2 separate regions of the Gossypium hirsutum genome follow, and region 1 is linked to region 2. A link is a contact called in public Hi-C data. All regions are on one chromosome and are shown on one strand. The core of a region is the stretch at or near the end of the contact, and the rest is flanking DNA. Distances in the headings are between cores, read along the strand shown. Region 1 holds the start of LOC107893893 (lon protease homolog 1, mitochondrial). Region 2 holds the start of LOC107893816 (importin subunit alpha-4).

The links. A called contact is a pair of places that touch in the nucleus more often than the background predicts.
Region 1: a contact with region 2 is called in a Hi-C map of leaf, with 2.0 times the contacts expected there. The contact joins the promoter of LOC107893893 here to the promoter of LOC107893816 in region 2. A contact is called at or near these places in 2 of 34 Hi-C or Micro-C datasets (callus and leaf).

The regions. Positions count from the first base shown.
Region 1 is chrA08:122,033,144-122,036,504 of Gossypium_hirsutum_v2.1, reverse strand. LOC107893893 (lon protease homolog 1, mitochondrial) reads right to left here and starts at 2,016. Exons shown (of 21, transcript XM_041075098.1): 1 at 1,532-2,016; 2 at 1,007-1,072; 3 at 331-516; 4 at 107-172. The coding sequence starts at 1,849.
Region 2 is chrA08:121,848,954-121,852,607 of Gossypium_hirsutum_v2.1, reverse strand. LOC107893816 (importin subunit alpha-4) reads left to right here and starts at 2,223. Exons shown (of 10, transcript XM_016818906.2): 1 at 2,223-2,638; 2 at 3,465-3,561. The coding sequence starts at 2,417.

The DNA.
Region 1 (3,361 bases), core at 767-3,266, 180 kb before region 2:
TGTTTTGCATTTAACAAAGATTCCACTTATGTAGGAAATAGATAATTTTAAACAAACATCAAATTTTGGAAGGTGAAAAGATGAATAGAGGATTGTTCCCACACACCATTTCTGTAATTCGAAGCCGCCTGTGACCAATAAGGATAACCTGGTCTCCTTGGATGCTTGAGATCTGAAAAGATTACATTATAAATATATGCATCAAGGGACATGTTTTGTGGTTGTATACATCTCTAAATGGCATTAAATTTATAGCACTTAACACCAAACAAGATATAGAAGGACCTTATTTTACTTAAAAGAATAGCAAAAAAAAAAAAAATTACATACCTGGGCAAGGGTGCCAACTTCATGGAGTCGATTAAACAACTCCTTTCCCTTAATATCATATACACTTTTCTCTGTTTCAGAACTAGTGCTAGACTCAGTCCCTGGTTCATCTTTAAGAAGGAAAGCACCAGCATATGGAGCTTGCCTCTTTCGGCTTTCTTGCAAAGCTGCTAACAGCTTAGGATCCTGCACAAGAAAGCATCATGCTAAGCAAATCCATTGAATGCAACTCCTAGCTAATGGTGCAAGCTACAAACTCAACAGGATATTATCACCAAAGTTAAGTAGAAGAATACAGAGCACCAAGTGGAGATTTCCTGAGTTATAAAACAACAATTTTGCTCTAAAAAATCTAATATATGAAACACTCCACTTCAAGGTTCATCCTCTTAACTCCACAATGCCATAGATACATGTTGATCACGATAAGATCTACAATAAAATTCATAAGAAATGATCCAACTAGAGTTTGAATTTGATTAATATCATTGAACACTTTATACGAGCATATAACCGATTTATGTTGTATGTTTGCAAGCTATAAACTGTAATACCATAAGAGAACATAGAGTTCAACAATGTAGCTCATACTACATACTTCATAAATTATCACTGCCCTAAGGAAAAAACGTATGGGAAAATTTCATAGTCCATGTAAGTGGACAGCATGTCATACCTTGACATAAATAGGCATATAGAATCCAGGGAAAAGGGGTCTATGAGGTAAAGGTAACGCCAAAACCTGCAACAAATAACATAAACAATTCAATAAACAAACGTGGTAAAGAACAAATACCGAGCTTTGTTTGGAAATGCAGTTCATAATTTCAAGACATACCCTTGAAGTAAAAAACTTTACAATTTGTTTGACTATGTTCAAGGGAGAATAAAGCAGTACAAAACATGGATTTCTAAATTCACTAATTTCCACTCATTTCATCAAATCCGATCAATGTCACAATACTAAACTTTTTTTTATTCAAGTCCAACAAAAATTGACACCATAAATGTTATGAAAAGAGCCCATTTTACCTGAACAGTAGCCTGGAAGAGCAAAAACCAATGAACATTCAGAAAAATTCATAATTTTTAACAGCAACAAATTTTAGAAGAGGTTTTAGGGAAAAAAAAACTTTTTTCTTGAAACTGTGCTACTAAACAAACTCCGACCGAAAAAAGATTCATAATTTCCGAAACCAACCGTCAAATAATCTTCTGGCTTGGGGTAAGTAGACACAATCGCGGACGACGCTTTCGAGTCAGACCCGGACTGTGACTCAGCTCCCTTTTCGTCGACCTCGACCGCCGGTTGGGACCCAGAACCCGACCCAGACCCATTGCTGGAATCAGAACAGAAGCAAGCCCTGAAGAACGAATTCTTAGGGCTCCTCTGAGTCAACCCGGTAAGTCGACCCAATGCATAGAACACAGAATTGGGCTCCTGCTTGATTCGGAGGCTCGGTGTCGGTGTTGTGAGGCAGTGGACACGAGAAGAAGTGGAAGACAGGAGTTTCAGCATTGGAAGGGATTTAGAAGCAGTCGAGGGGTAGAAAAGGAATCTTATGAGGAAGCGGTTGGTTAAAATGGCAGCAAGAGAGAGTCCATTGGAGGAGAAGATTCAAGCGGAAAATGGGGGTTATTAGGCAGTATGGAGGTGGAGTTAAAACCCTTCATAAACCCTTGGATTTTGTTGACTTTACCCTTTTGCCCTTTTCTTTGGGACCAAGTACCAATATGTCTAGACTCCTAGAAAGTACTACTGGGCTTAAGGATGAGAAAAGAAAAGTAATGAAAAATTATACAATAAATAAATAAATAAAACACAATAAATTATAAAGTGAAAACAAAAAGCGGTAACTCATTTCATTTATAGTTACATGAAGCAACTCTTGTTCTACATCTACCATGATAGTCTAAACATGAGGTATCAATTCAAAATTTTTTTATTGTACTGATTCTAATTTTTCATAGAAACTATAGAAGACATAAAATAAACACTCAAGCACTACTAGAAATTGAGTCGAGAATGTTTCACTCTGCACGAGAGAGAACAAAAATCTCAAATAACATCTTACTGTTACTTTAAGCCCTATCTGTTGCATGCCGTACCCATCCTTGTACATGGGAAATTTAGACTCGGCAACATTTTCCCTTGAAACAAGCATATCCTCATGGAACTCATTATCGAAGCAACACTGGAAGAGCCTTAATAATCATCTCCAAAAAGATTACCCTGTCATACTTTTGCAACAACTGCTTAATTCTAAGGATAACCTAGACCTCACTCTAAGATATTTTAAAGAAACCATTTTTTTTCTTTCCTTTTCTTAGGTTGCTAACTTGATTGTTACAGTAAAAGTACCATGAGAACTTTGTACCGAGAGTCAGATTGTATTTACTCTTTCTACTAACAATAGGTGAATCAATCATTATATATTAGATTAAAGAACAAATTAATTTTTTCTGTTAAAAAATTATCCATCTGTACTATTAAAAACTAATTTAGCTAATGAAATAACTAGATAGTAACATGTGACATGCCACGTATACTTTATGTTAACATACAACAACCAATTTTTAATAATAAAAATGGATGAAACTTTTAACATAATGAATAGTTTGCTTTTTAATCAACATATAAGAACTAATTTAGTTATTTTTAATAAATGGAACAAAATACAATCCGACTTTTTATATAAGGTCTCAATGGTTACTTTATATATTTTTATTGATATCTTATAGTTACCTTATATGGTAAGAGAGTAAAGATTTCAACCTCTCCCATTTATTGGAACTTGGTTATAATCTGTTTGATGATGTTATAAGTAAGGGCATTGATCCCACTGTTATAACCTAGACAACTGTTTAATTTCTGATTAAGAAAGGTAAGAAGGCCGGGGATTATGTTGTGACATGCAATGTCTTGGTAAAGAGATTATGTAAGAAAGGCAAACTAGGAGACTGCAAATGGACTTATTAATGAGATGTTAGAGAAGGGTTTGATCCCTCGGAATTCTTTTATTGCCAATGG
Region 2 (3,654 bases), core at 974-3,473:
TTGAATTAGCCTTATATTACTATAATAATATGAGATTATAGAGAGAAAAAAAAAACAGAGTTTATGTGGTACATTTTATATGCTGCCATTTGACGCATTAATACGATGCTAAAGATAATTAATAAATTTTATTAAAAAAAAACTCTTAATAGATTTCAATTTTGAAATAGAGTTTAGAGTTTCAAATTAACATTATTATCGGTACATATGAACGTGAACTTAAGTAATAATACTTCTCATTTAAATTAAATAAATGATTAACATGTTACACATTTTTTAACATAAAAATTAACATCAACAATGGATGTCTCATAATCTATTTAACATGAATTATTAACGTATTAAAAGGTATTTACATATTAGCCCACCACCATTGGATCACATGATCATCCATGAGGGTCCAATTCGATCATCACTTTGGGCTGGATTCGCGCAACAGGGATAAGAGGGATTGTCCGACCCACATGCGGCACAACCGAGTACCAAAAAAGGTCATAGTTCAGAAGGTTTGGGAGGCACATCCCTTGATGCCCGTGGAAGCTTTTGTAAGCACCTAGGAGAGTCCTTAACTTACATACTATACACAAATCGCCTTAGACTAGATATTTTAGGCTAGGATCAACCTGGACCGCTTGATTAAGTGATGTAATGCGGAGCAAGTCACCCCACCCCACATTTGAGCACGAGCTTCAGCATTGTAATAAACCCTTTTAGCATTCTTAACGCTCTTGTCCTCTTACTAGTACTTTTCTTTTGCTCATACTCTTGTCAGCAGCTTATGTTCTCACTCACGCTAAGCTTAGAGATCATTGGTTGTTTGACTCAATTTGAATTTGTATGAGTATGATAGAAGTTTTTGTATTCGAAATTAGATTATATTCTATTTCATTTGCTTAAAAAAATTAAGTAAAATAATCCTCGTACATCAGATTAAAGAGTAAATTAATTTTTTCTATTAAAATTTCATTTATTTATATTGTTAAGAACTTGTATTGTTGACAGAATAACTGAATAGTAACATATAACGTGTTATATATATCTCATGTCAGCATATAGAGACAAATTTTTAGTAATATAAATGGATAAATTTTTTAATAAAAATATCAATTTATTCTTTAATTTAATGTATTGGACAAATTTATCTATTTTTTTAATAAAAAATAAAGAGTACATAGAAAATTTTCCACATAACTTCCAGGCATGTTGTAATTAGTGGTACAGAAATTATTAAATTAGGGTTGGTGGGCGTGAAATTGTGAAGGTAAACATTAAACTTTGAAGCTTTTACGTACTCCATTTATTTTGGGCCGTCTTTCATAATTATGAACCCTAAACCTGGAGGTGTTTTTTTTGTCATTTGGGCTAAATATATAGTATATTATTTTCCTTTGAAAAGAAAGTGAAAATATACTATAGCTCCTTATACTCTTAACAAATTTAGAATTTAATCTATATATTTTTATTCTCAAAAAATTAGTTTTTTTACTTTTTATAATTTAAAGTTCATGTCCAATTGTTAACCCTCTTAATTTTTTTTGTTAAATTAGCTGGTGTAATATTTTAAAATAAAAAAAGCACTCACTTGATAACAATTTGACTTAAAAAATGACGCTATAATGAGCTTAAATTTAACAAAATAATTTTAAAAGTATTAATAGTTAGACTTAAATTTAAAATCTAAAAAATTAGAGGGACTAAATTTCTATAAATACAAGTATAGGGATTAAATTCTAAATTTAAGAAGGTTACATCGACTTATGGAATATTTTAACTTAAAAAGAATGGTCCATATCACTCCATAACAATTTTTTAAAGGTTAAAATATGCTATAAGTCCTTATATTATTCAACAATTTAAAATTTAGTTCATATACTTTTATTTTCAAGAATTTAGTACTCTACTTTTCAGATTTCAAAATTTAAGTCTAACTATTAACCTTGTTAATTTTTTTTGTTGAATTCATATTTATTACAATGTTACTTTTTTTTAATTACATAGTAGTTAAATGAATTTTTTTTTATTTCAAAATGTCACACCAAAAAATTTAATAAAATAAATAATAGCGTTAACAATTGGACCTGAATTTCGAAATATGAAAACTAGAGAGACTAAATTCATGGAAATAAAAGTATAAAAACTAAATTATAATATTTTAAAAAGTACAGGGACTTATAAAAATTTTAACCTTTTTAAAGTTAGTATTTTGTTGGTCGACTCAGCTCAGTGAGTCGCTGAGTTTGTCAAAATGTAGTTAAGAGTATTAGAGCATAAAATGTAGTATATATAAAAAGGGAAAAGTAGCAATCGATTTTCTACTTCACATTCTGTGTCTACCCTCTGTACCTTCACCCACGAATCGATCCCCTTTTCATTTATTCTACAAACACATCAAGACAGGGATTCAGAAAAGAAGAGAATGTCGCTTCGACCAGGTAGCCGAACTGAGGTGCGGAAGAAGAGTTACAAGACGGGGGTGGACGCGGACGAAGCCAGGCGGAGGAGAGAGGACAATTTGGTTGAGATCAGGAAGAACAAGCGCGAAGACAATCTCCTTAAAAAGCGTAGAGAAGGCCTTCTTCTTCAGTCTCAGCAGCCTTTGCTTGATGCTGTCCAAAATGCTGCCGCTATTGAGAAAAGGGTACCCTTTTTCTTTTTCTTTTGGGTGTTTCGATTGATGGGTTTGGATTGGATTGGATTTGTTTATGGGAATTTTGGGATCTTGATGCTACTGAGTTGTTGCTTGTTACTTAGCTTTTGTTATCATTGCTGTTATTATTCGATTGCAATTGTTTATTCTTACGATCGGAAAGGAAGGATATTCCATTATTAACTTATGTTAGAAAAATGAAGAAGATTTCAGCAAGATTTGGGTTCTTAAGTCAATGGAGATCTTTAAACTCACTTGATTTGTTTTTCTTCCTTCCTAATATTTTTCTGTGGTACAAGTATTTTGATAAAGGAAGGGGCTTTTTTATTTAAAATAAACCAAAAAAAAACTTCTTTTATGTCTGCTGCAAAATTTCCCTCTTGTTTCAAGTATTTGAGATTTAGTCTTTTGAGTGAAGGGTTTGATGAAATACATGTTTGTTTTAATTGACAGAAAAGGGAAAAGTGGAGGTTTAGGGTTGTTTATTTAGGATTACAATATTCTAATTTTCTATGATCTATTAGCTTTTCTATGGCAGGAGTGTTTTGTTCCAATAACCGTTTGCTGATTGGTTTTGTTGGTTGATAAAATGAATGTGGTTGAGGGGAAATTTTAGTGTTTTCATGAGGCAGAGTTGAGATTTGGTAAAGGTTAAATGTGTTTTAACATACTGTTCTTGAGTTAGGTTATCTAACCATCGGGTCTGCCCGAATGTAGAGGAAGTGTGGGAGAGGATTTTGTTACGGTTTTGATCCTCCCAGTTTAGGCTTTTCATTATTTGGATCCTGAACGTATTACTTGTGGTGATATCTAACAGTTGGAAAGTATCCCTTTGATGGTACAAGGGGTGTGGTCGGAAGATCCTGCCTCACAATTAGAAGCCACAACTCAGTTTAGGAAGCTGTTATCTATAGGTAATTTCCATTTTCTAATTCATATTCTTAACAGATCTTTTATTAAGTAATATGTCCATCTACGTTGTTGACTTTCTTCTGCTTTACTTGTAG